Linked DNA regions of Mus musculus: all the other regions are linked to region 1. The links are chromatin contacts, called in public capture Hi-C and promoter capture Hi-C maps. All regions are on one chromosome and are shown on one strand. Each heading gives the region's core, a stretch centred on a gene start, on an enhancer-like site or on the middle of the called end of the contact. The rest is flanking DNA. Distances are from core to core; before and after follow the strand shown.

Evidence for each region. Promoter capture Hi-C pulls out the DNA fragments that hold promoters and counts their contacts. Capture Hi-C pulls out chosen DNA fragments and counts their contacts.
Region 2: a contact with region 1 is called in a promoter capture Hi-C map of liver, with 4 times the contacts expected there. The contact joins the promoter of Atp23 here to the promoter of Cdk2 in region 1. A contact is called at or near these places in 3 of 39 promoter capture datasets (embryonic stem cells, hippocampal neurons and liver), 1 of 484 Hi-C or Micro-C datasets (LSK cells) and 2 of 9 other capture datasets (adipose tissue and liver).
Region 3: a contact with region 1 is called in a capture Hi-C map of macrophages, with 3 times the contacts expected there. The contact joins the promoter of Inhbe here to the promoter of Cdk2 in region 1. A contact is called at or near these places in 4 of 39 promoter capture datasets (cranial neural crest, frontonasal cranial neural crest, liver and 1 more) and 2 of 9 other capture datasets (liver and macrophages).
Region 4: a contact with region 1 is called in a promoter capture Hi-C map of erythroid cells, with 11 times the contacts expected there. The contact joins the promoter of Ndufa4l2 here to the promoter of Cdk2 in region 1. A contact is called at or near these places in 2 of 39 promoter capture datasets (erythroid cells and pre-B cells), 1 of 484 Hi-C or Micro-C datasets (embryonic stem cells) and 1 of 115 datasets of contacts at active chromatin or transcription factors (pancreatic cancer cells).
Region 5: a promoter capture Hi-C map of pre-B cells shows a contact between it and region 1. The contact joins the promoter of Nemp1 here to the promoter of Cdk2 in region 1. A contact is called at or near these places in 2 of 39 promoter capture datasets (embryonic stem cells and pre-B cells), 1 of 484 Hi-C or Micro-C datasets (muscle stem cells) and 1 of 9 other capture datasets (pancreatic islet).

What each region holds. Positions count from the first base shown.
Region 1 is chr10:128,702,698-128,707,603 of GRCm38.p6, reverse strand. It overlaps Cdk2 (cyclin-dependent kinase 2), which reads left to right and starts at 2,553. Exons shown (of 8, transcript NM_183417.3): 1 at 2,553-2,892; 2 at 3,601-3,678; 3 at 3,777-3,897. The coding sequence starts at 2,777. It overlaps Pmel (premelanosome protein), which reads right to left and starts at 1,346. Exons shown (of 11, transcript NM_021882.4): 1 at 1,246-1,346. The coding sequence starts at 1,318.
Region 2 is chr10:126,899,201-126,904,106 of GRCm38.p6, reverse strand. It overlaps Atp23 (ATP23 metallopeptidase and ATP synthase assembly factor homolog), which reads left to right and starts at 2,736. Exons shown (of 6, transcript NM_001159559.1): 1 at 2,736-3,005; 2 at 4,481-4,526. The coding sequence starts at 2,819.
Region 3 is chr10:127,349,072-127,353,977 of GRCm38.p6, reverse strand. It overlaps Inhbe (inhibin beta-E), which reads left to right and starts at 2,130. Exons shown (of 2, transcript NM_008382.3): 1 at 2,130-2,730; 2 at 2,967-4,576. The coding sequence starts at 2,433. The coding sequence ends at 3,721.
Region 4 is chr10:127,512,118-127,517,023 of GRCm38.p6, reverse strand. It overlaps Ndufa4l2 (Ndufa4, mitochondrial complex associated like 2), which reads right to left and starts at 2,085. Exons shown (of 4, transcript NM_001098789.1): 1 at 1,986-2,085; 2 at 1,537-1,625; 3 at 699-759; 4 at 1-581. The coding sequence starts at 2,042. The coding sequence ends at 525.
Region 5 is chr10:127,675,083-127,679,988 of GRCm38.p6, reverse strand. Nemp1 (nuclear envelope integral membrane protein 1) reads right to left here and starts at 2,924. Exons shown (of 9, transcript NM_001113211.1): 1 at 2,762-2,924. The coding sequence starts at 2,891. It overlaps Gm16230 (a long non-coding RNA gene), which reads left to right and starts at 3,230. Exons shown (of 4, transcript XR_872178.1): 1 at 3,230-3,318.

The sequences.
Region 1 (4,906 bases), core at 1,304-3,803:
TCCACATCCCTTCACCCAAATCCAAAATCCACCAACATTTGGACACATTTGCTCTATCCTTCTTGGTTGCTGTTTTTGTCTAAAATATGTATTTAGAAGAAACTCTTGGACAAGTGAGGTGGCTTATGGGGTAAAGAGGCTTTCTGCCCAGCCTGACAACCTGAGTTTGTTCCCCAGACTCACATGGTAGTGGTGGGGGGACAGCCCCCAAACAAAAACTAAAGTCAGTGTGTGAAATGCAAGCAGAGTATCTTAAGGGCCTCACTCAGATGTGTGGGTATGAACAGAACATCGCAAACAACATCTCAGAAAAGTAATGAAAAGAAAAGAGAAATTATAGTACAAGTGAAGAAACCAGATATATATAATGTGTATGTATGTAATATATATATAATATATTACAGCACAGAGAAGTGTCCTTAACCCAATTCTAACGTCCACAGGAAGCCCAGGGTTCTGCTGGGAGGGGGGAGGGGGGGGGCTGTTCTATGTTCATCTCAGGGAGCGCTTGACCACTGAAGCAAGAACAGTCATAAGACGCACCATTCTTTTTGACTGCCCACTCTCCCTCCTCAGCAGCACGGGACATTCCAGACCCTCTCGCCATCCTTAACTCCCTCCTCTTGCTCCTGTCACGAGGTCTCAATCCCCCAGAGTCCTTTCATGTGATGCTCAGCTGAGACCCTTCTGAGACAAGCCTGGGATACATTCATCCATCCGCACCCCTGATGCAGAGGTGGTCTGTCAGTTTGGCCTTCCTGAATACCCTACTCTTTTTCTCTCTACTTTACATCTCCTATCACTGCATTTAAGATATTACCCAAAGGATCTCCATGTCACCATGGACATGTCACCATGTCACCTCCTTGGAGCCCCTATTTCGCTGAGTGCTCCAAGCAGCCTCAGAATTAGTGCCATGCCTTCTGCCCCCTGCATCAGATAGGGATACCTCTATGCTTGATCCTAAGGTTCACATCTAAAGCTGGGCACAACGGTTTAAGTATGTACTTAGGAGGTAGATGAGGAGTTTGAGTTCATCCGTGGGTACACAGTGAATCTGAGGCTAGCCTGGGCTACACTGGACCTTGTCTTGAACAAATAAAAAAACCAAACAAAACCATATCTTCACTAAAATCAAATAGGACAAGCCTAAAGTATTTTGACTTGTCTGATTAGAAGGGGGAAACCCAGAGCTGGTGTTCAATTGCTAATAGCACTTGCTCCTGACCACCCACCCACACTCACCTTCTAGGGCCCCCACAGCCAGCAGAGCACTCAGCACAAGCACGGGAAGGAAGCTCCTTCTCTGGACACCCATAGTGGTCCTCTTGCCAGCAGCCAAAGGTACCAGGGGGTGGGAGCGAGCCCCTATATAGAAAGGGATGGTCATTTGCATAGGCCTTCCTCCTCTCCCTCCAGAGGAGGGGAAACCTGGGAAGAAGGAAAGGGCCAGAACTGATTTCATCCCACACAGCTCAATGACAGTTTCTGGTTTCGCTGGGTCACATTCACTGACACACTTATTCTGGAAAGAGTTCACTGATGGGCAGCCTCAATTCACATACTTAACAGTCACAATTCAGCAAGACAGAGTGAAGAGAATTGTGTCAAACCAAGAGATCCTTAAGACAGAAACAGCACCTTTATCCAAAAGCATCCAGAAGGGGCTGGGAGGGTAGATTGCCAGCAATAAAACAACACAGGCAGCCAATGAACCCCGAAACAGTGAGACAGTATTAAGCTAGGCTGAGAAACGACTCTATTATCTAGCCAAAGAATCCTTTACAATAAGAGTCCCGATTTTCCAGCCTGGACTAGAGTTCCAGGACAGCCAAGATTACACAGAGAAACCTTGTCTCAGAAAAATAAAAAGAAAGCGGAGGGAGGCGAGAAGGAGGGAGTGTGTGTGGGAGAGAGAGAGAGAGAGAGACCGGATTTTGTGCCCCACATGGAGACCGAGACAAACGGATCTCTGTGAGTTCGAAGACAACCTGGACTTTTGAACGCATTCCAGCCAACAAGGGCTGCATTATGAGATGTTTCCAAAAAGCAGGCGAGAGTGCTGGAGAAACAGCACCGCTGTTAAGAGCGCAAGCCGCTCTTGCAGAAGACCAGAGTTCAGCTCCAGCACCCAAGTTAGGCTCACGACCGCCTAGAACCTCAGCTCCAGGGCACCTGCTGCTTCTGTGAAAACTTAAATGCAGACACACAGACCCACACACCATTTAAAATAAAATACATTATTCTTTTTCTTTTAAAGATTCCCAGGTTTTGCTTTTTAAAAGAGACTCTCTTGTCCAGGTGGAATTTTAATCTCACCCAAGGGGTGGTGAAAATTGTGAGGGAAAGGTAAGGAAATCCGTAGACCAGAAACACCACCAGTTCCGGCCTGCGGAGCCTAAACCAGGAACTGCGGGAAAGTTGTGCAGCTGCCCCGCGGCTCGCCCGCCCAGGGCGGGGCCTCTGAGGCGGGAGCGCGATGGTCCGGTCCGCCCTCGTGACGTGAACCAATCGGAAGGGCGGGGGGCGGGGCCAGGGAAACGCGGGAAGGAGGGGCGGGGTCTCGGATGGCCGTCTGGAGCAGTGGGGGAGGCGGCAACATTGTTTCAAGTTGGACAAATTGTCAAGGGCTGAGCTCTCCTTGCGTTCCATCCCGAGCTGGGACTGCCGTGCTCACCCGGGGTCCCCCAGGTCCTCCGCTCCGAGTGTCGGGCCCGCTTTCGTCAGGGTTCCCGGGCCCCGCTCCCGGGGGCCTGAGCCGCCTCACTAGCGCTCCATGGAGAACTTCCAAAAGGTGGAGAAGATTGGAGAGGGCACGTACGGAGTGGTGTACAAAGCCAAAAACAAGTTGACGGGAGAAGTTGTGGCGCTTAAGAAGATCCGGCTCGACACGTGAGTGGCCTCCGGAGCCGGAACTCCTTTGCCCGGACCTCTTGGCTGTCCCCCTCCCAACCCCCTACCCCAACAGGCGGGTAGCGTCCCCGGACCGGAAGGTAGCGGGGAGGGAGGGAGGGACGCGTGAAGCGAGCGGTGGGTTGGCCGACCGTGGAGGCTCTACCGGAGGAGACTGTCCGGGGCTGGAATCCAGGGGAAAGTTTCTTGCAGTGCTCCAGCCGGTGTGCTCCCAAATCTGCTAGCCGAGAGACTTGGGAAGAGAAAGTTGTGGGGTGGGAGCCCGGGATAGGAGGGGTCCAGGGCTGTTCGTGGAGTTGGGTTATGTGGTAACCAGAGAAAAGTTCCTTTCTGAATGGAGAGCTCTCCTCACTGCTCCAGCACCATACTTAGAACCCTCACTCTCTTTCAAAAGAATGGCAGTTGAGATTCACTGGCCCTCAGGGGAGGCCGGGAGCTACTCTCACCCCACTCCCCTATTACCTTTCTTCTGCTTTTCATTCACCTGGAGGCTCTTCTTACCTTTCACTGGAAAAAGAGGAAATAATGGCCTTAAATATGTCTAAAAGCCACACCCTAACTACCCAGAAATTAACTCCTCACAGCACCTCTCCTGTCTGCCTTCCTAAGGGGGCTGGGGGTTGTGTATCCCTGAGAGAATGATGTTTGTAACCGTATTCTTGTCTCTGTTTTCCCAACCTCTCCAAGTGAGACTGAAGGTGTACCCAGTACTGCCATCCGAGAGATCTCTCTCCTTAAGGAACTTAATCACCCTAATATCGTCAAGTAAGTCTGCTCTGAGAGATGATCACTATGACGAATTCTGCTTGCTTAGCCTCAGAATTTCTCTCCTTCAACTCCATTTCCTGGACCTTCTCTTGCAGGCTGCTGGATGTCATCCACACAGAAAATAAGCTTTATCTGGTTTTTGAATTTCTGCACCAGGACCTCAAGAAATTCATGGATGCCTCTGCTCTCACGGGCATTCCTCTTCCCCTCATCAAGGTAACCCTGTTCAGTGACAGCCCACAAATTTTAGGGAAAACTAGAGGCAGGTAATTCAGTCTGGTAATTTATTTTGGCTTTTTCTCAGACTTCAGACACTCCACCTTCTCCTACTCATTAGTCATTAACCCTAGGATGGACAGAAGAATCAAAATTGAGGAGCTTCTATGAGCCGGCAGCTCAGGTGGAAGGAGATCAGATAACACTCAGATAAAGGACACCCCCCACCCCCCCCCCACCCCCCGTTTCTCTGTATAGCCTTAGCTGTTTGGGAACTCACTCTGTAGACCAGGCTAGCCTCGAACTCAGAAATCCACCTGCCTCCCAAGTGCTGGGATTAAAGGCTTGCGCCACCACTGCTTGGCTCAGATAAAGGATATTGAGGGCAGTGGTGGTGGTGGGTTCCTTGAAAAAATTCTTTTACCTGTGATATGGGAAATGTAACCAGTGAGTCTCTGTTGTCTGTTTTTGAGCTGGGCCCACTCCTAGAACTACTTTGAATGTATCAGCAAGTACATATTCGACACACAGTTCAGCACCGTCAATGCGCTAGCCACAGGGTATTGAAAGGAAGGCAAAACTTGAGTAGTATCTGGTCTATATATCCTTGGCAGGCTGAAAATTCAGTGGAAAGACATTGTTGTTAAATGTGTGGTTGTGTTGTACTTATGTGTGTTGGTTCGTGCTTGTAATCCTAACACTTGGTAGGCTGAGGCAGAAGGATGTGTGTAAGTACAGAGGAAGCCAAGCTACAAAGTTCTAGGCCAGGAAGACAATAATATCTTTAAAAACAAACAGGGCTGACAAGATAGCTCAGCAGGTAAAAGAGCCTGCCTCCAAGCCTGATGACCTGATGGCCTGAACTCCACCCCCAGGTTCCACACAAGAAGAAAACGGAACTTCTGCAAATTGTCCTCTGACTTCCACACATGCGCTGTGGCATGCCCCTGCCCCCTCTAAATAAAGAAATAAAATGTAACTAAAGAATTAAACAACCTCCCCAAAAATG
Region 2 (4,906 bases), core at 1,487-3,986, 1.8 Mb after region 1:
TTCTTGACTTTCTCTGATGGTGCAGTACACCGTGAGAGGTGACGTGAACCCCCTCCTCAGGTTGTTTCTTGTCAGTGTTTGGTTACAGCAACAGAGAAGCAGAGGAGAACAACAGGTTATGGTCTGTACCATGTCTACTGACTTTTCTCTAGCATTCCAAACTAACCACGCTGAATTTGAATATTTGAATGACTCAGTTTCCACAAGTTCGTTCATCACCATTCTAACAAAAAGCTTTCTATATATAGATTATGTTTTATGTGTATGAGTGCTTTGCCTGCACTGCTGCCCAGTGCAATGTTTTGAATATGCTTGGCCCATGGGAAGTGGCCCTGTTAGGAGGTGTGGCCTTATGGGAGGACATGTAGCCTTTTTACAGAGTGATTCAGACCCTCCGCCTGGCTGCAGTCAGATCAAAATGTAGAACTCTCAGCTCCTCCAGCACCATGTCTGCCTGCCGTCAGCCATGCTTGCCACTATGATGATATGGACTGAACCTCTGAACCTGTAAGCCAGTCCCAATTAAATACGTTCCTTTGTAAGACTTGCCTTGGTCATGGTGTCTCTTCTCAGCAGTGAAACCCTAAGACATCCAGAGGTCAGAAGAGGCCACTGGGTCCCCTGGAGCTGGAGTTATGGATATAAGCTACTATGTGGGTGCTGGAAACTGATCCCAGGTCCTCTGCAAGAGCAATTGCTTTCCCCTGGTGAGTCATCTCTTCAGCCTTCTTCTAACGTGCCTTTGTTTATTTGTTTTAGATGTTGTCTCAGGTCTTACTGCTGTGAGCAAACACCATGACCAAGACAAGTCTTATAAGGACAACATGTAATTGGGGCTGGCTTACAGATTCAGAGGTTCAGTCCATTATCATCAAGGCAGGACTTGGCAGCATCCAGGCAGGTATGGTGTAGGAGGAGCTGAGAGTTCTACATCTTCATCTGAAGGCTGCTAGTGGAAGACTGACTTCCAGACAGCTAGAACTAGGGTATTAAAGCCCACACCCACAGTGACACACGCACTCCAACAGGGCCATACCTTCTAAAAGTGCCACTCCCTGGGCCAAGCACATACAGAGCATCACATTTCACTCCCTGGCCCCCACAGGCTATTCAAACACACGAGTCTATGGGGGCCATATATAGCCAAAGCACAATGCAAAATACATTTAGTCCAACTTCAAAAGCCCCCCCCCCCCGAGTCTGTAGCAGTCTCAACAATGTAAAAGTCCAAAGTTCAAAGTCTCTTCTGAGATCCATCTAATCACTTAACTGTAATCCCCAAACCAAGACAGGAAATCAGCTGGGCAAACTCTAAACTCTGCATCTCCATGTCTGATGTGAAAGTGGTCTTGTGTCACCCAGCCTGGCCTTGACCTTGCTATGTAGCTTAGGATCACACTGAATCTTTGATCCTCCTGTCTTTACCTCCCCAGGGCTGTTGTTACAGGCACATGTTGCCACTGTCTGCTTGTGTGGTGCTGGGCGTAGAACCCAGCACTTCATGTGTATCAATCAGGCAAGCGCTCTCTCAACTGAGTAACACCTTCAGCCTTCTTCTGTAGCTGGGCAAGTTCTATCTGCAAATTAGGGTTGATACTATTTTGCAAGGTTGTCATGAGGACTGGTAATAATGTACATATGTGGACCTTGATAAAAAGAATCTAATCTTTGGCTTATGGCTTTATTAGTCTGTAAGTGCAGGCGCTCATATTTGTATAATATTCCAAGCGAGTGATGCCTTCTGCTTCCCATTCAACTCTTGTTTACGGAGCACCGTGACCCCTAAGTGCTGTTCACAAGGCATTGCATGCCTATTTTTCTTGGACATTTGTCCTCGTTTTCTCCAACTCTACCATCCTGCCTGGCCCGTGGGAGCAGGTGTTTAGCAGTGTGAGCTGAGCTGAATAATTTAGTGAGGAAAGAAACACACACACACACACACACACACTACGTAAAAGCTGGAAGTCTGTCATGAGAGCACTAACACGGACAAAGTGCCTTAAACTGCAGATCTGGCAACATTAATTTTGAGTAAGTGTGCTGGTGGACTCTGATTATGGGAACTGAGGAAAAAGCCTTTTTTTTTTTTTTTTAAGATTTATATATAAATACATTGTAGCTGTCTTCATAAACACCAGAAGAGGGTGTCAAATTACAGATGGTTGTGAGTCACGATGTGGGTGCTGGGATTTGAACTCAGGACCTTCGGAAGAGCAGTCAGTGTTCTTAACCGCTGAGCCATCTTTCCAACCACCCCCTTCTTTTTAAAAGATTTATTTTATTATATGAGTACACTGTAGCTGTTTCCAGACACACAAGAGGGCATCAGATCCCATTACAGATGGTTGTGAGCCACCATGTGGTTACTGGGAATTGAACTCATGACCTTTGGACGAGCAGTCAGTGCTCTTATCCACTGAGCCATCTCTCCAGACCCAAGATGTGTGTATCTTATTTCTGAGCAAGAGGAGGGTTGATGAATGGGTCCCCAGGAGCCACATTTTGATGAGACCAACCAGTCTTTGAAATATCCAAGCGTTTCTGAAAACACTGCCTTTAATTCGGTGTGAGTGGGTAGCGGGAATAAGAGAAACAGCAGGTGAGGGAGTGGGAGGATGGTTGAGGTGCAGAAGGCAATATAGTGGCCAGCATCGGCGGTCGCGAGGCACCGCCCATCAGCCCCGCCCACCGACCACGCCTACCAAGCCCCGCCCACGAGCTGCACGCCGCGTCTCCTTCGTGCTGGCCCGCGGAGCGTGCGCCGGCGGCGGAAGCGGCTGTCCTAGGTCGAGCGGGCAGGAGGAGGCTTGCGGGCCTCATGGCAGGAGCTCCGGGCGGCGGCGAGCTCGGCCCTGCGGCTGGCGAGCCACTGCTGCAGCGACCCGACTCTGGCCAGGGCTCGCCTGAGCCGCCGGCCCACGGGAAGCCCCAGCAGGGCTTCCTCTCCAGCCTCTTCACCCGGGACCAGAGTTGTCCGCTCATGCTCCAGAAGACGCTGGATACCAGTAAGAGCCGCGACCTGGAGGCTGGGGTCGGGGTGGCACAGGACCCGGGGGGTGAGGAAGGGCCCGGACGTGCCCCCACTGATCCCGGACTGCACTGCAGCCCTAGGGCTGCGTGGGCGGGAGGGGGCGTGGGCCTCCGCCCCACTCGCGCTTCTGAAGGCCTGGGCTGGGAGTCTGCCCTCCTGGGTCACACTCACCAGTTTCTTATGTAAGTTTTGCAGCGGCACGGGCTCTAGGGTGCAGGTGAGAGCTGGAAAGAGCTCCATTCATTAATAAGGCAGCTCTACTTCTGGCTATGCACCCCTTCCCTGGGGTGGGGGTGGGGTGGGCGATTCTTTAACCTTCAGTCACTGCAGTAGGAACTGTGGAGAATGCTAGAATAGGAACTTTTGAAAACCCTCGTGTTTATGCACCTAAGTGCATTTTTCTAGGGAGAGTTCCTAGCTTCATCATAGTCTCTAAGAAGCCTGTGACATCTAAGAGGTTTATTATTGCCGCGGGTCACCCAGGCACACTGGCTCCCACTGAGCAATTTATCTCCAGTCCCGGGACACTGCCTTGCTCCTCTGCATCTGCAGATTGCCTGTCTACCTCAGATTTATTTAGGAAAGTAAGATTTAAATGTATTCGACCCTCCAAATAGTTACTATTTTATAGCAGAATTGGTCATAATTCAATCATCAACTGATCAAAGATTTTACTGTCTTCTTTTTAAAGCTTTTTTTTTTTTGATTTCTTTATTTTTGTGTGTGATTGTCTCGCCTGCATGTGTGTCTGCGCACTCTCTGCATTCCTGGTGTCCAGGACTGTGAGCTACTATGCAGGTGCTGGGGAACTCACCCTGGGTTCTCAGCGAGAGCAACAAGTGCTACTAACCACTGAGCCATCTTTTTAGCTCCCTTCCTCCCTCCCTCCTTTCCTCTCCCTCCTCAGAGGTGAGAACTGAACCTAAGACCTTGTGCTTACCAGGCAAGGCCCTACCACTGGGCTCAATCCCTAAGCCACCGTTCTTCTCTCTTACTGGCCATAGACTCACACATTTCTGCTTGCTAACCCTCATTGAAGAACTTTGGTGGGCAGGTCCCATTGGGCTGTGGTACTCAGAGCGAGGCATGGTGCTACCACAGAGAGCAGTGTAGGCGCTGCCTTCCTCCAGTCTAGGTTCTATGCTGGTTTGTTTTTCTAACCGTGGCCCAGGATGCCCATGTTCTCCTAACACGGGCCCTAATGCGAAGCGTTTAGTCACTTTAGCAAAACCAACTTTCGGTATAAAGATACATGGGGGCGCCATTTTAGTGTTTGTATTTATGTTCTATTTCGTCATGACTTGATTTAATTGGCGCTAATTTACACGTTTTATTCCCATTTTAGACTCTGGTTTAAGATAGTGTTTGTGAGTTGTTTTGTGGTGCCTGTTGCTTGGGTGCACTAATTGCTGCTACATCTTCTAATGAGCATACTTAATGTCTTTGTAGATCCATATGTCAAACTTCTACTTGATGCTATGAAACACTCAGGTTGGTAAGTAAATCTTTTTTTTAAAAAGTCACCGTATATTCTGGAGTCCCCCCCCTCAACCCCCAACTAATAGCAGAGCTGTTACACTTGGGATTTCTCACTTGGGACCACAAGATTTCTCTGTCAACAGTGGCGGGCTATGTGCTCTCCCGCTGGCCTTGTTCTTCTGTCCCAGCTCAGTCTCTGTCCCTGCTGTTCATTTTGAATATGAGTAAAGGCAATATTCACAGTCTATCTTGTCAGTAATTACCAAATTTGGCCTCTCCGTTCCCCCCAGCCTAGGGCATTGTGGTGAAGAAACCATAGCTTGGACTAATTAGTAGGAGGCTTCCAGATGTTAACCCAGAGACGATTAGAGGAAATAACTCCTGATATCTACTTCT
Region 3 (4,906 bases), core at 881-3,380, 1.4 Mb after region 1:
CACCGCCAGCTAAAGAAGGGAAAGGCAGAATGGTCGGGGCCCTTAAGTCACACCCTCTTTGTCCACAGCTCTCTCCCTAATGCCACCCATGTTCTTAACAAACCTGGCACCTGGAGAAAGGCTAGCCTGATAGTATCCTCTTGTATCAGAGGTAGAGGGTCACTCTCATTTAAGATCATGCATCTCAGGGCTGGCTACGTAGCCCAGCGGTAGGGTAATAGCCTAGCATGCACAAAGCCCTGGGTTCAATCCTGAGCACCGAATAAAAGCCAGGTATGCTGAGGGTGGTACATGCCTTTAATCCCAGCACTCAAGAATAGACGTTGAAGGTTACCCTTAACAACACAGGGAATTGAAGGTCACCCTTGACTACACAGGGAATTCAAAGTCAGCCTGGGCTACATACAGGAGAGTCTGTCTCAGACCACAACAAAATAAAGTAATTCACCATAGTCTTCACGACAAAGGAAACTGAGGCATGAGAATCACTTATACTAGAAGTTCTAGCCAGCCTGGACATCGTAGAAACACCTCATCTCAAAAGACAAAAACCAAAGCAAATTAAAAAATTAAAAAATAACAACCCACACCCCCACACCCCAAATAAGCTGGGTGCTGATGGCATACATCTTTAATGCCAACATTCAGGAGGCAGAGGCAGGTGGAGCTCTGTGAGTCCAAGGCCAGCCTGGTCTACAGAGCAAGTTCCAGGACAGCCAGGGCTACACAAAGAGAGCCTATAATGGGGTTGGGGGAGGTCAGATGTTGGGAGATAACTCAGTAGATAAAGCTATTGCTTTACAAGCGCATGGACCTGCATTAGAGTCTCCAGAGCCCAGGTAGAAATGCAATCCCAGCGTTGCAGACACTGGGACTCACTGGCCAGCCAGTGTAGTCTAATTAGTGAGTTCCAGACCAGCAAGGATGTCCTGTCTCAAAGGAGGTAGGTGGATGACGTCCCTAGGGATGGCACACAGGGCTGTGCTCCAGCTTACACATGCACACACACGAGCACACACACGTGCACACAAGCACACACATGCACACACACGAGCACGCGCGTACACACACACACACATGCGCACACATTAAAAAACAAAGTCGGGGGCTGGAGAGATGGCTCAGTGGCTAAGAGCACTGGCTGCTCTTTCAGGGGACTTGAGTTCAATTCCCAGCAACCACGTTGTGGCTCACAACCATCTGTAATGGCATCCAATGCCCTCTTCTGGTGTATCTGATTGAAGACAGTGACAGTGTACTCACATATATAAAATAAATAAATCTTTCAAACAAACAAGCAAAAATAAAACAAAGCCTGGATGACCAAGACCTGAGGCGGCTTTTCCGGCTTTGTCCCCTAGGTCCCTTAAATTTCCATTTTCCAACTACATTACCAGAAGCCTGGCACCACTCCTGGGCTGCCTCAGATTTGGCCAACTCCTACAGTACCCTAAAGGCAGTAGTTACCAGGCACAGGTGCTTCAAAGGCGCTCGCCCTTCTGCCAGCTCTGCCGGACTCTGCTCTGCTGTAAGATTGCATCACCACGAGCCCACCTGGCCGGGTTTCCCCAGACATCACAGAAGATGTCCTCATCCCTGCTCTGGCCCTCCCCCAGGTGGACTCTGGGCAGCCAGCACAGGCAGGGTCAAAAGGTAATTTCTATGTCCCGTGGCACTGCCACCTAGGCCTGATCAAGAGGACTCCATTTTTTTTTTAAACCACCCTTTCTAAAACCTAACTCGGCTTGAACGCTAGAATTATTGTTCTGACATGGAAACCCCGAGAACTAACCCACTGAAACAGCCTCATAAAACGGTTTCCGTTTTCAAGCTCGGAAGTCAGTCAGGGCATACTGAGGAGCCACCGCCCATCCCCACCTGGCTCCTATGGACTCCCTCACCTGAATCCCAGACCTTGGGAACTGACCGTGTGAAATCATCCTCTTTCTTGCATCATGCATGTCCACGTTGCACCTCCATACCCCTACCTCAAGCCACCACACCCAGATGGTGAAACTCGAGTCCCGGGGGAGCCCTCCACCCCCTGCAGGGGCCTGATGGGCAGCGCAGCTGGCCAATCCTAAGGTTCAGAGGGTAGGTCTGCTGGTTGACCGCTAGGTGAGGGATCCCAAGCAACTGGCTCTAAAGAGGCCCTGCCAGTAGTTAGTCATGAACTGTGAGGGTCACACATAGCTACCCCACCAGGCGATCTACTCTCAGTCTTCCTGAGTCCTAGGCTATTGAGGACAAGTAGCTTGGTCTGCTCTTTGTCAAGGGTAGCTGTGACACTGGTTTGCTGTTGCTGCTGCTGCTGCTGCTGCTGCTGCTGCTGCTGCTGCTGCTGCTGCTGCTTCTGTATCCTCTTTGGGAAATCAGACTCATAAAACTGCCACCCATTCGAGGTTCTCAAAGCAGAGCCATCTACCTGGAGCATGAAGCTTCCAAAAGCCCAGCTCTGGCTAATACTGCTGTGGGCATTGGTGTGGGTGCAGAGTACAAGATCTGCGTGCCCGTCCTGTGGGGGCCCAACACTGGCACCCCAAGGAGAACGCGCTCTGGTCCTGGAGCTAGCCAAGCAGCAAATCCTGGAGGGACTGCACCTAACCAGCCGTCCCAGAATAACTCGGCCTCTGCCCCAGGCAGCACTGACCAGAGCCCTCCGGAGACTGCAGCCCAAGAGCATGGTCCCTGGCAACCGAGAGAAAGTCATCAGCTTTGCTACCATCATAGGTGGGTGAGGGGAGAGAGACCGGGGACAGGAGACACAAGGAGAGGCCTGCAGGGGAGGCAGGAGGCGTGGGGTGTGGCAAGAGAAAGAGCTGGGGACACAGGCCGTCCAGGCCCTTTGCAGAGGTCTGTATGAGAGATGAGGGATGGTTGGGTAGGGTGGCCGAGTGTCAGAGAGAAGCTTTGTTCATGTTTTAATTTGCTTTTTTGTTTGTTTGTTTTTGTTTTTGTCTGAGCAGACAAATCCACTTCAACCTACCGCTCCATGCTCACCTTCCAGCTGTCCCCTCTTTGGTCCCACCACCTGTACCATGCCCGCCTCTGGCTGCATGTGCCTCCCTCTTTTCCGGGCACTCTGTACCTGAGGATCTTCCGTTGCGGCACCACTAGGTGCCGAGGATTCCGCACCTTCCTAGCTGAGCACCAAACCACTTCCTCTGGCTGGCACGCCCTGACTCTGCCCTCTAGCGGCTTGCGGAGTGAGGACTCTGGCGTCGTGAAACTCCAACTGGAATTTAGACCCCTGGACCTTAACAGCACCGCTGCGGGACTGCCACGGCTGCTCTTGGACACAGCGGGACAGCAACGTCCCTTCTTGGAACTTAAGATCCGAGCTAATGAACCTGGAGCAGGTCGGGCCAGGAGGAGGACTCCCACCTGTGAGCCTGAGACCCCCTTATGTTGTAGGCGAGACCACTATGTAGACTTCCAGGAGCTGGGGTGGCGGGATTGGATCCTGCAGCCGGAGGGATACCAGCTGAATTACTGCAGTGGGCAGTGCCCGCCCCACCTGGCTGGCAGTCCTGGCATTGCTGCCTCCTTCCATTCTGCCGTCTTTAGCCTCCTCAAAGCCAACAACCCTTGGCCTGCGGGTTCTTCCTGCTGTGTCCCCACTGCACGAAGGCCTCTCTCTCTCCTCTACCTTGACCATAATGGCAATGTGGTCAAGACCGATGTGCCAGACATGGTAGTAGAGGCCTGTGGCTGCAGCTAGCAACAGGGCCTGAAGGTTCTGGGTGAAGTTCAAGGTTCAAGTTGGGGGTTCCCACGTGTCTGGAAGCTCGAGTTCCGGATCCATACTGACACCCAATAAGCTGTGTAGCAGTATGCCTGGGTTTGACCCCTATGGAACTTAAATGGGCGTTTTCTTGTCCCAGATTCTGGCCTATTTCAGGCTGTTTCAAATGTGGACAGATGGGTAAAGCGTTGCCTTTCAAGGGACTGCCTGGCCAGCACCATTTTCTACATCAAGCCCTGTTCCAGGACAGCAGGGATGCCGTGGGAGGGAAGGAAGAACACAGGGAGAAACTATTTAGTCTCTCCCGAGAAAGAAGTTCCTCAAGTAATGAAGGCGGAAGTAGAAGGGTGGGCAGATTAGGAAAAGACAAACATACAGGCTAAGAACAGGGTGCATTGCCTGCTTTGACAAGGTCAAGAGGAAGAGGAGCAGGCGCCGAGGAAGGAGGGGTGTCGGGGTCCCTGGAATCGAGAATCAGTAAAAAGGGGTGCTGAACTCGTAAGTTCTTAGGCTTCCCCCTCGAGGACAGGACCCACGCGGGTGACATACATTTTATATTTTCTTAATAAAAAGGAGAAAGAAAAGCACCAGAGAATTGTGTAAGGGGTTGTTAAAATGGGCCAGAAGCGAAGTGTGGTTTGGGGACCTCTGTGCCCCAGCGGGTTTCTGAGACTTTCTCAGGGGTTTTCAAGACTATTTTCATAATCACACTGAGATGTTATTTATCATTTGCTACCATTATCTTTACATTGTACAGTGGGAACAGGGTGTGGTGGCTTACACTTATAACTACAGCACCGTGAGTTCAAGACCGGCCTTCATAGTGAATTCTGGGCTAGCCTGAGCTATAGAATGAGATCCTGTCTCAAAGCAAACAAACAAACAAACAAACAAACCAGACAGTCTTTCCAGAGTGTGTTATATGACACAGCTGATGACATGATTGCTGATATAGTCTTTTCCTTTCTCTCCTTTAAACAATTTTATTTATTTTTATTTTATGTGTATGAGTCTTTTGTCTGCATGTTAAGTGCAGCGCTGGCTTGCAGTGCCCGTGGAGTTCAGAAGAGGGCGCTAGATCCCTGGAACTAAAGTTAGAGCTGTGTGTAAATTACATGTGAGTACTGGGATTAACAGAACTCAGGTCCTCAATAAGAAAAA
Region 4 (4,906 bases), core at 836-3,335, 1.2 Mb after region 1:
CTTGACCGGAGGCTGCCGGCTTGGGCAGGGAAGAAGCCCACTGCATGGCAGAGATACCCCATCCGAGTCAGGCTGGGAACCCAGGACGAGCCCAGTCGAGCCTGGGCAGACACCGCCCTGAACCCTGCTCAAAACTCTGTCAAAACAAACGTGGGGCCTGCCACGTCCCTGGCACTCGGGCCCCTGCTTGCTGCTGGCACACGTCGGACACGCTCAACACGTAGCCTGCGCCACACCCAGTCAGGAGGAGCAGGGAGCGGCAGGGGGAGAGGGGGACTGGCTTGGGTTTTTGGGTCAACCCCAACTGTCGTCTGCAGTCGAGTCCCCTCCCCCACGTGGGACTCAAGCTGAGGGTCAGAGGCTTTTTCCTCTCCTGGGAGCAAGGGAGGCGGGTGGGGGCGGGGCGGCCTCCCCTTTGCGTGGGAATCGGGCCTTTAAGCAGAAGCTGGACTGATGCTGCTAGACAGACGCCCAAGGGTCTGGGGCAGGGAGCAGAAAGAGTGATTTACGTGGAGATCTCTGACTTAGAAGTCTGGCCGGTCCTTCTTCAGCTTCTTGTAGTCGGTTGAAACGGCAAGGAACTGTGGAGAGGGAAAAGAGAGTTGAAAGAGCGGCTCTTACCTCCTCTGTCTTGTGTGTGGTACTGACTTAGGGACTAGGACGGGAGGGGAGAGGGGAAACACTGGTTCTACAGTTACCTTGTACTGGTCATTGGGACTCAGGCGGTTCCAGGGCTCTGGGTTGTTCTTTCTGTCCCAGCTGTGAACAGGACAGGAAGGTTAAAGTTTCTTTTCTGGGAACCAGGACTTTGGCATTAAACATGGCCTCAGTATCACCACCCCTGGCGCCCTACCCTGAGGAGGGGAGAACATTTCCTAGAGACTGACAGAGAAGGGGGAGTGAGTGTCGTTGTCATCGCCATCCCTGGGAGGTGCTGGCAAGAAGTATGGCAGCTGATGACCAAATGACAACCTAGCCTATAGACTGCCCAGGGTTAGCCTCCCTCACCCAACCGCTCAGGGCAGAGTCCTGGGAGTCAGGCAGAAATCCTGAAGGACAGTACTTTCAGTGGGTGCACCTCAGACTCCAGGATCAGAGTGGGTGGTGCTTTGGCCTTCTGCTTGTCAAAGGACTGACCCCCCTGATGCTTCTGGCAGGACACAAAGTCCCAGTACAACCAAAGACCCTCAGGAGTCCCACACTGCCAGACATCCAGCACTTCCGGTCAGGCATAGAGGTACCTAAAAGCCACCAGACATGGCCAGTAGAGATGTGTCGCCATGGCAACCCTGTGGTGAGCTGCTGGGATTCCAGCTGCCCCACGTGGCTAGCCACTGACAGTGAGCCACCAGGTGGTCCAGATGGGAGGTGAGGGTCTCTCAGGTCAGGGGCCACTCCAACCCTGGGAAATGCTGGGTGGCAGTGGAAATGAGGACGGACACAGACCGAGGGTCCTTCTAGGTCTAAGGTCCCACCTTAGACCATTTTATTCCACCCAGGACCCCTGCCCTCTTGCCTCCCAAGACCTGTTGTTACCAGACATCAGGACTGCGCAGGGCAAGTCGCAGCAAGTAGAGTCCGGCACTGCCCATGCCCAAGCAGATGAAGCCAATCATTGGGATGAGCTGCAGAAAAACCAGGCACTCTCAGGGTCCGAACTCTGCTCAGTTCCCACTCACTCTGTCCTAGTTTTCTTCCTGTCCCTTTATCTTTACTCAAGGTCTGATGCCACCTTCCCTTTGGGAGTGGGGCCTGAAACCTACAGCCACATCCTCAGCATGCTGTCCCTTACCCTTACAGTGATCCTGTCCAAGGCAGGTTGCAGGGACATTGAGTACATTGCAGAGAGAGGACATAGAATGTCCCTGGGAAAACTTGGGAACACTAAGGAAACCGGACAGGAAGCAGGATGGGGGGAGTGGGGGTGGGGAGGGCTTGAGAGGCAGGGTGACAAGAGGGGAATTAGATCTGAGGACTGAACTCACCCCAGGGTGTCTTTTTATCTGCCGGTAGAAGCGGGTCCCTAGACTAGTTCCTGCCATCTTGTCCCAGTGTCTGGTCTTCTAGGTGGATCTCTTCTATTCCTCACCCTGGGGTCCCGCCCCCCATCAGGGAGGGGTCAGCCTAGCCCCGCCAGCTCCACCCAGCTTGCTTTCTCCCTGCAGTTCCAGATCCAAAACAGGCTGGAAGTTGTTGCGGAGCCTTGAGGTTCCTCCTTCCCAACTCTCTCTTACTGAAAGGGAAACCCTGGCCCAGGAGACACCATTATACTTGGGTCTTTGGGTATCTGAGGGAGGAACCTCTTTGGCTTCCAGAGACTGAAAGGGGATCCAGATGTGGGACAGACAAGCAGACAGCCTTCTAACAAAGTGGGGATGTGGAGTGTCCACTGCAGGGAGCAGGGAACAGTGGGGGCATGCACAGTACGTTGTCTACACTCCTGGAGCTAGCAGGCCTTTCGCGTATAAGAGGCACGTGAGCAAAGTTAGTGCTGCCAGCCCCTCTTGGTCTGGGCGGTTTTGCTGGGTTGTGGTTGGCCTGGAGTAGTCAAGAGGTGGAGATTGCAGGTGTATGAATCTGCACCGCTCAAGGCATAAGGCAACAGTTGTAGCAATTTAGGGGCTTGAGATGAGGAAGGAAGAGCCCTCCGAGGAGTCCACCATACTCATCTCTGGCTTTGGGACTAGCAGAAGAGCTCCGAATTAAGGAAGCAGCCATAGAAAACTAGAAGAGATGTTGAAAACCGGTGGGAAGGGGGTGGGGGATTAGGTATATGCTATATTGCCCGGGCAGGAAGTTTTCCCCATCCACCCGCTGTCTTTGGAGGACTGGTTTTGGGGACACAGGAAGTGAGCCTCTTCTTCTCCTCGCTTCCATGTTAATTTCTATCACCCCTCTCGATTAGCCCCTGCCGCTGGATTCTGCTATGCTCCCCCATTTCTCTCCTAAAGAACTTGTACTATGGTGGACCCCTGCTGGGATGAGCTGTGTACCGCCACTGCCTCCCTGGGGTACAGGGAGAGAGACAACCCTTTCTGAGGGGCCCCTCCCTTTCCTACACACCGATACCTCGCCCGCCCCTTGAGCTGACAAGCTCTGCTGTAATTAGGCTGCGGGGTCCGAGCTCTCCGCCTCCCTCCGGCGGATAATGAGATAAAGTGTCAGAGACATGGCGAGAACAAAGAGACAGAGACTCACTGAGACGTGTGTGGGGGAGGGGGTGGGTGTAGAGGAGGGGGGCTGATGGGATGTCAGAGCCTAGAGCAGAACAGGGCCCTTCCTGAGCGTCCCCACCTCTAGGGCTGGGCCAGGGAGGGTGTGTCCTGTCACCAGCGCCTCTAAGCCTGGACTGCTACCGGGGTGGTGGTGGTGGTGGTGCTAAATACCAATCTTGGAGCTCAAGCTCCAGCAGCTGCCCAGCTGGGCTGCACATCTGGTGGTCTGTGGCACAGCTGGGGAGCCAGGACTCTGGGAGGGACATCTGGCCCGTGCTTTATGCCCCTTTGCTCTTGGCCCTCGCTTGCCTGGTTCTGGTGAGCTGGACCCAGAGCCTTTCTGTTCTGGAAACTCCACTGTTTCTCCTCCCTTAGGTCTCCAGTCCGCTCTTAAACTCAGCTATTACACTGGCGCTTCTGTTCTTTCTTTTCCACGATTTCTCGACGCTTTGCATGCTCCTGATCTGGGGGTCTCTGTGAGGCCCCCTCCCCTCCTGTGTGTTCCCATGTTTGGATTGTGGTCTTTGGGGTTCCAGGTTTCACCCCACCTCCTTCCTTGCGTTTTCCCCCTACGATAACTCAAGCCATGCTGGCCCAGTAGGTGAGGGAAAGCGAGAGTCGTTAGCCGAGGATTAGGAGCGACCCATGGTCCCAAGGGGGCCAGACTCTTCAACTCTAAACCGCTCCAGGATACTAATCCGCGTGGCTGGCGGCGCAGCAAGTCAAATGCAGCTGTGCTCTCCGGAGCGAGCTGATTACGGTGGTCCGTGGGTGCCGGCGCCCTCTAGAGGCCGAGCCGCTCTCAGGCTCGGGGAAGAGGTCTCGGGTTCCCCCTGTCGGCCAGCGCCTGCTCTGCATTTCCAGTGTTTGTTCAAGTCAAGTCTGGAGTGTACATACAGGTCTGTGCCTGGTAGCTTACTCGCTCGTGCCATCGAGGTATTGGAGACTCTCAATACCTCTCTTCTGGCGTGGCCAGACGACATAGATGGGACGAGGAAGACTCTATCTCGCCAGGCGCCGACGGCATCCATGTTCAGGCTGGAGCCTCAGACACCTGGGACTTCCTCTCTGTCTTAGCACTACCCGGTGGACTTCCCTCTGACTTGGCCTCCCCTAAGCCCCCTAATTCTTTCTGCTTCTTTCTTCAGACTGTCTCTAGCTTCATGTCTTTAGGTTTGTCTGTGCCGCTCTGGAACTCTGCTCTCGGCCTAGCTTAGTCCTTCTGCATCTGTGTGTCCTGTGTGTCGGGTCTCTTGGCAGTCTCTCCTTCCCTCTACATCTCTCTCCCTTGCTGTGGTCTCTGCAAATCTCTCTCTCTCTCTCTCTCTCTCTCTCTCTCTCCTTTAGCTCCCATTTCTATTCTGTGGCTTAGTACCTGTCCCCAGGGAGCTGCAGCAAGCCAACAGAACAGCCCGCAGACACCTTGGGGCGCTGCTCAGGGTCCCCTCCCATCTCCTTCACATTCCTGTCACCTGGCAGCGGCCTCTTCTTCCCGCTGCAGCTGAGGTACTGGAGAGGGCGCCCGAGAGGGAAGCCACAATGCTCTGCATCTGCTCAGGAGCCCCTCGGGCCCTTGACCCCCGCTGCCACTATTAAGGGCGCTGGGTCCTGAGGCTCTGAGATGATCATGATTGCATCAGCCAGACACAAGTGGAGCCAGGAGCCTGGCGGCAAGCAGGCTAGCAAGCGAA
Region 5 (4,906 bases), core at 1,675-4,174, 1.0 Mb after region 1:
GTGTCAGGGGATCCAACACCCTCTGCTGACTGTTGTATGCACCAAGCACACATACCCACGCACAGGCAAAAGACTCACACAAAATAAAATCAATAAGATTTTAAAGAGTGGAGAAATAAGCTCTAAATTTTATCTTTCATAAATAGCAATTATATTGCTAGAGACGCAGCTTGGTAGAGCTCATTCCTGGTGTGGGTCAAGTCCTAGATTTGCTTTCTAGCACTGAAAAAAATAAATACACCCACTCACATACACACCAAATTTGTAGCTAAGTATGGTGGAATATGGATGCAAATGCTTATAATCCCAGCACATGAGAGGATCAATAATTAAAAGTCATTCTCTGATACAAAGGGCCAACATGGGCTACAAAAGCCTGGCTCAGAAAATTAAATAATACAGTAGGCCATGAACAAAGGACACACACGCATCCTTGGAGTTTAAAGTTGGGGCTGGGTGATGGCTCCAGTATGTAAAGTATCTGCTCTGCAAACACAAGGGTCTGAGTTCAGAAGCCAGGCAGAGTGCTGTTCACCTGTAACCCCAATGCTGAGGGTAGACACAGGGCCCAGCCAGGGAGATTAGATTGCTGGTCAGCAGTCTAGCCAAACCTCTAAGTTCCAGGCCCACTAGGGGAGATTAAAGAATCAGACAGACATCAGACCTTTGGCCTATACTTGCACACATGTGCACATGACCCCCTCCAACCCCCCCCCCCAAATATGCTCAAGCACACACACCCACAGACACACACAAGCAATAAACTACAAGGGTTTTGCCTACTTCTTTACACTTAACTGTATTAATACTTGCTAAATAAATGTTTCTAAAACTCCCTGTGACAGTAACCAACCTTTGAATAAAATTCCATCCTACTATCTGAGAGCCTGGCTTTTAGAGTGCCGCAGATTGCTCTGACAGCTGACATCCACATAACCAGGTCGGCATTCCGACTTGCTCCTGGAGGTGAATTTTCTCCACATTAGGAAGCCCCCGAGCCTCCCTTCCTAGAAGAAACCTTGGAACCTTTGGTGACGCTCTGTAAACCCAGAATCCTGGAGGATGAAGCAGGGGGAGCCTGAGTTACAGGTCAGAGTTACACATGAGTTGCAAAGCAGCCTGCACGACACAGTGAGACCCTGTCTCAATGAAAGGAGGAAGGGAAGCAAGCAAGCAGAAAAGTGTGCTTTAGGTTACTTTTGTTGTTGTTGGTTGGTTGGTTTTTCCAGACAGGGTTTCTCTGTGTAGCCCTGGCTGTCCTGGAACTCACTCTGTAATCCAGGCTGGCCTTGAACTCAGAGATTTGTCTGCCTCTGCCTCCCAAGTGCTGGGATTAAAGGCGTGCACGATCACGCCCGGCACTTTTTTTTTTTAAGTTATTTTATTATTTGCTTATTTGTTTCCAGGTGTAGGTAGCTCCGGTTGTCCTGGAACTCACTACGTAGACCAACCAGGCTATCTTCGAACTGGAGAGATCTGTCTCCCTTGGCCTCCCAAGTGCTGGGAGTAAAGTTCTGAGCCACTATGCCTGGCTTTTTGCTTTCCGTTTCAATCCCCAGTGTCCTGTAAAGGAAATCTCAAAGGAACTGCTGACTGTGCTTAGTATCTCCTTATGTCCTCACACCCCGAGGCCCCATTTTGACAGTTTATTCAGGTGACAGTCCTTCCAAATCCTGTTCTAGGCTTTTAGGCCCTGATCCGGAAAAGAATCTTTCCTGGACATATACTCTCTTCCCAAAAGAAGTCTCCAGTCCCTCTTGAACAATATATTTATGGGTGTTGATCTTAAAGCCACAAGTGAGAGCAAGTGACAGGCAGGCAGGAACGGAAGGGGGCAGTATGAGAGTGGATGTGTGCTTACACGCCTTGGCTGTCTTTATTCTCTGGAGTTGCTACTCCCTCCAGTGGATGTTGGCAAACATCACTTATTTTCCCGGCCACTATTTAACAAGGGAGGGAAAACACGATTTCTTATCAACTTTTAATTTTTTTTTTTTCTGGTCGGGATCACAAAATAAGTTTCTTACCTAGTCCGGAGTTGACTGTCCAGCAGAAAGTACAAAATGAATGTGCTTGAAAGAATGAATAAACTTAGGAACTACGTCCCGCTTAAGCGGATGGCCTCTTATCTTTCCTGGGCAACTGGAGTATAATGACTCCAGGTGTGTTCTCCGGAGCTATTTGGGAGGAGGATCTTAACAGGAGGCCAGTGGTGGCACACACCTTTAATCCCAGCACACAGGAGGCAGAGGCAGGTGGGTCTCTCAACTCCAGGCCGGCCCGGTCTAAGGTGTGAGTTCCAGAACAGCCAGGGGCTACCCTGAGAGACCCTGTCTTGAAAAACATTCAGGTGAACTCTATTCCACTGTACCGAGACAGATCCATCCCTGGGGTGTTTTTAGTAAACTGAATGAGTGGGGCGTTTGCTTTCTCCTGACCTATTTCAGGGCGAAACCCAGAAATCCGTTTTAACTCAGAAATTCAAGAGACCTAGCAGCACCTCGGAGCCCCTCCGTGGTTTCCCCCCTAAAGGGTGTCAACCAGCCCAGGCCTCCCTTCCTGGGGAAGGCTCAGGCCTCCGCCCGACCCGAGCTGTCCGGAGGGCGGCCCGGGACCCGTCAGTGCGGACCGTCCCTGGAGCGTCTCACTCAGCGTCCCGAGCTGCTCCGAGTAACGGGCCGCACCCTCGGGATAAGAAACCACTTTTCCACATTTAACGCCCTCGCGCCCGACCCCTGGGCAGCCGCTGCCCGGGTGGTACCTGAGCCGCAGACCACGCAGCCGGCGACGACCAAGAGCAGCCATGTGGCGCCGCCGCCGCCCCCGGCCCCCCAGCACCGGGGCCCTGGACCAACCGCCGACCACACCGACACTTTGATTCCTCCCGCCATGGATGCCTCACACCGCCTCCTCCTCGCGTGCCCCTCCTCAGCAACTGTCTCCGAACGGGCAGCGCCGGCAGCCAATCGGCTGCGAGACCCGCCCCCACCCCCACCCGTGGAGCAGGCGGGGCCTCGCGCGCTCCGCCCTCCCGCGCCCCTAGGAGCCACACCTCCTAGCAACGCCAATCCTGGCAGTGACGACAGGAAGAGCCCGCCCTTTCCCCGCAATCTGCTTCCGTCCGCGGTTTATTTACAAATGAGATTGATGGAAAGCTTACCCAATAGGAAATCAGAATGAGAGGAGGCCTCCTGGACTGCGTGTTTCCATCGAAACGTCTCTTCTAGTTTTTCTTTCCTTTCTTCCTCGGCCCTTTTATGACATGCTAGCCAGTGGCAACTCTTCACGAGTAAGGTTCTCCCGTGACCGTTTTTTAAGGTAAAATGATTGCCAGCCTGTCTCCAAAGTTCTGAAATATTTCAGCAATAAGTACAGGATTATTGTGCGTTGTCAAGGTTTTGCAGGCATAAACAACGTTTGAAAATGTAGAGATAGAGCTGAGATAGAAACTCTGACTTCGATCCCCAGCACTGCAAGAAAAAAACAAACAGAAAACAAAACACCAAAAAAAAGTATTAATTTGGCTTCGGTTTCCTTTTTTGACTGAAGATGTAGCTAAACTGTGCACAAGGCCCTCGTTTCAATCACCAACGCCACAGGAATAAACTACAAGTCCCGAGCATTTCTGGTTTTGAAACGAAACAAGTGATAATTAAGACAGCTTATCCTCTCCATTTGGGAAAAAAAAAAAAAAAAGCCAAGGCTAAGAGAGAGAGAAAAAACACAAAGTAGGTTCTGAGCTCAAATCTAAGTTCTTTCTGTGGCTTAGGTGCCTCCCAGTACTTGCAGTCCAGGCACTGTGTGTGTAGCACTTACAGAAATTGAAAATTGAAGCACCTTTTTTTTTTTTTTTTTTTTTTTTTTTTGGTTTTTTGAGACAGGGTTTCTCTGTGTATCCCTGACTGTCCTGGAACTCACTCTGTAGACCATGGCCTTGAACCCATAAATCTGCCTGCCTCTGCCTCCCAAGTGCTGGGATTAAAGGCGTGCTTGTAATCCCATCACTTGGGAAGTTGAGAATGAAGGCTTGCTGAGAATTGAAGAGTAGCCAGGATTATAGAGTTTGAACCGTGAGAACCTGTATGTGTGTGTATATACATACATATATATACACACACACACACACATATATATACATATACATATATATATACACATACATACACACACACATATATATACACACACTTGTGTGTAGACACATGTATACATGTATATGCACATTTATACACACATATAGATGGCTTATTGCGATGGCTCGGTTGTGTAAACCTAGAACTCATATGACAGGAGAAAACCAACTTCTGCTCCCACAGGACCTCCATACTGACTCTGTGGCACACAATACCCCCCACACAATTAATGGATCGATTGATAAAAAAAAAAAAAAAAAAAAAAAAAAACTTTTAATGTCAAGGTTAACAGGAGGCGTGTTGGTCCATATCTGTTAACTCCAGCATTCAAAACACTCAGGTCAGAGGATCACAAATAAGATTAGCTTGCACTACACATCTAAAACCAACCTCAAAACAAAAACTTACATTAATGTGAAACAAGGGAAGACTAACAAACTATCCCAGACAAGGGAGCATACGTAAACACGATGAACCACATGTCATATAATATGGATCTTGGAACAGGAAGAAAAAAAAAAGCCCGAAAAACAAAACTGAGATTGCAAGCGTGAGTCACCTCTTCCCTGCCAGTCCGCCCTGCCCATCTTTCGGTCCTGCTTCGGTTTCTGTGAGTACTGTACATATTCTCTGCCTGACCTGCAAATGTCAAGCCATGTAGTGGGAAGGAGCCTTGTGCACCAGAAAACTTGGGTTTGAGCTCAGTAAATATAGACAAAAACTGTAATAGAAGCTGCAGAGCTGACCCCACAGTGAACAGTGTGGCACTGCTC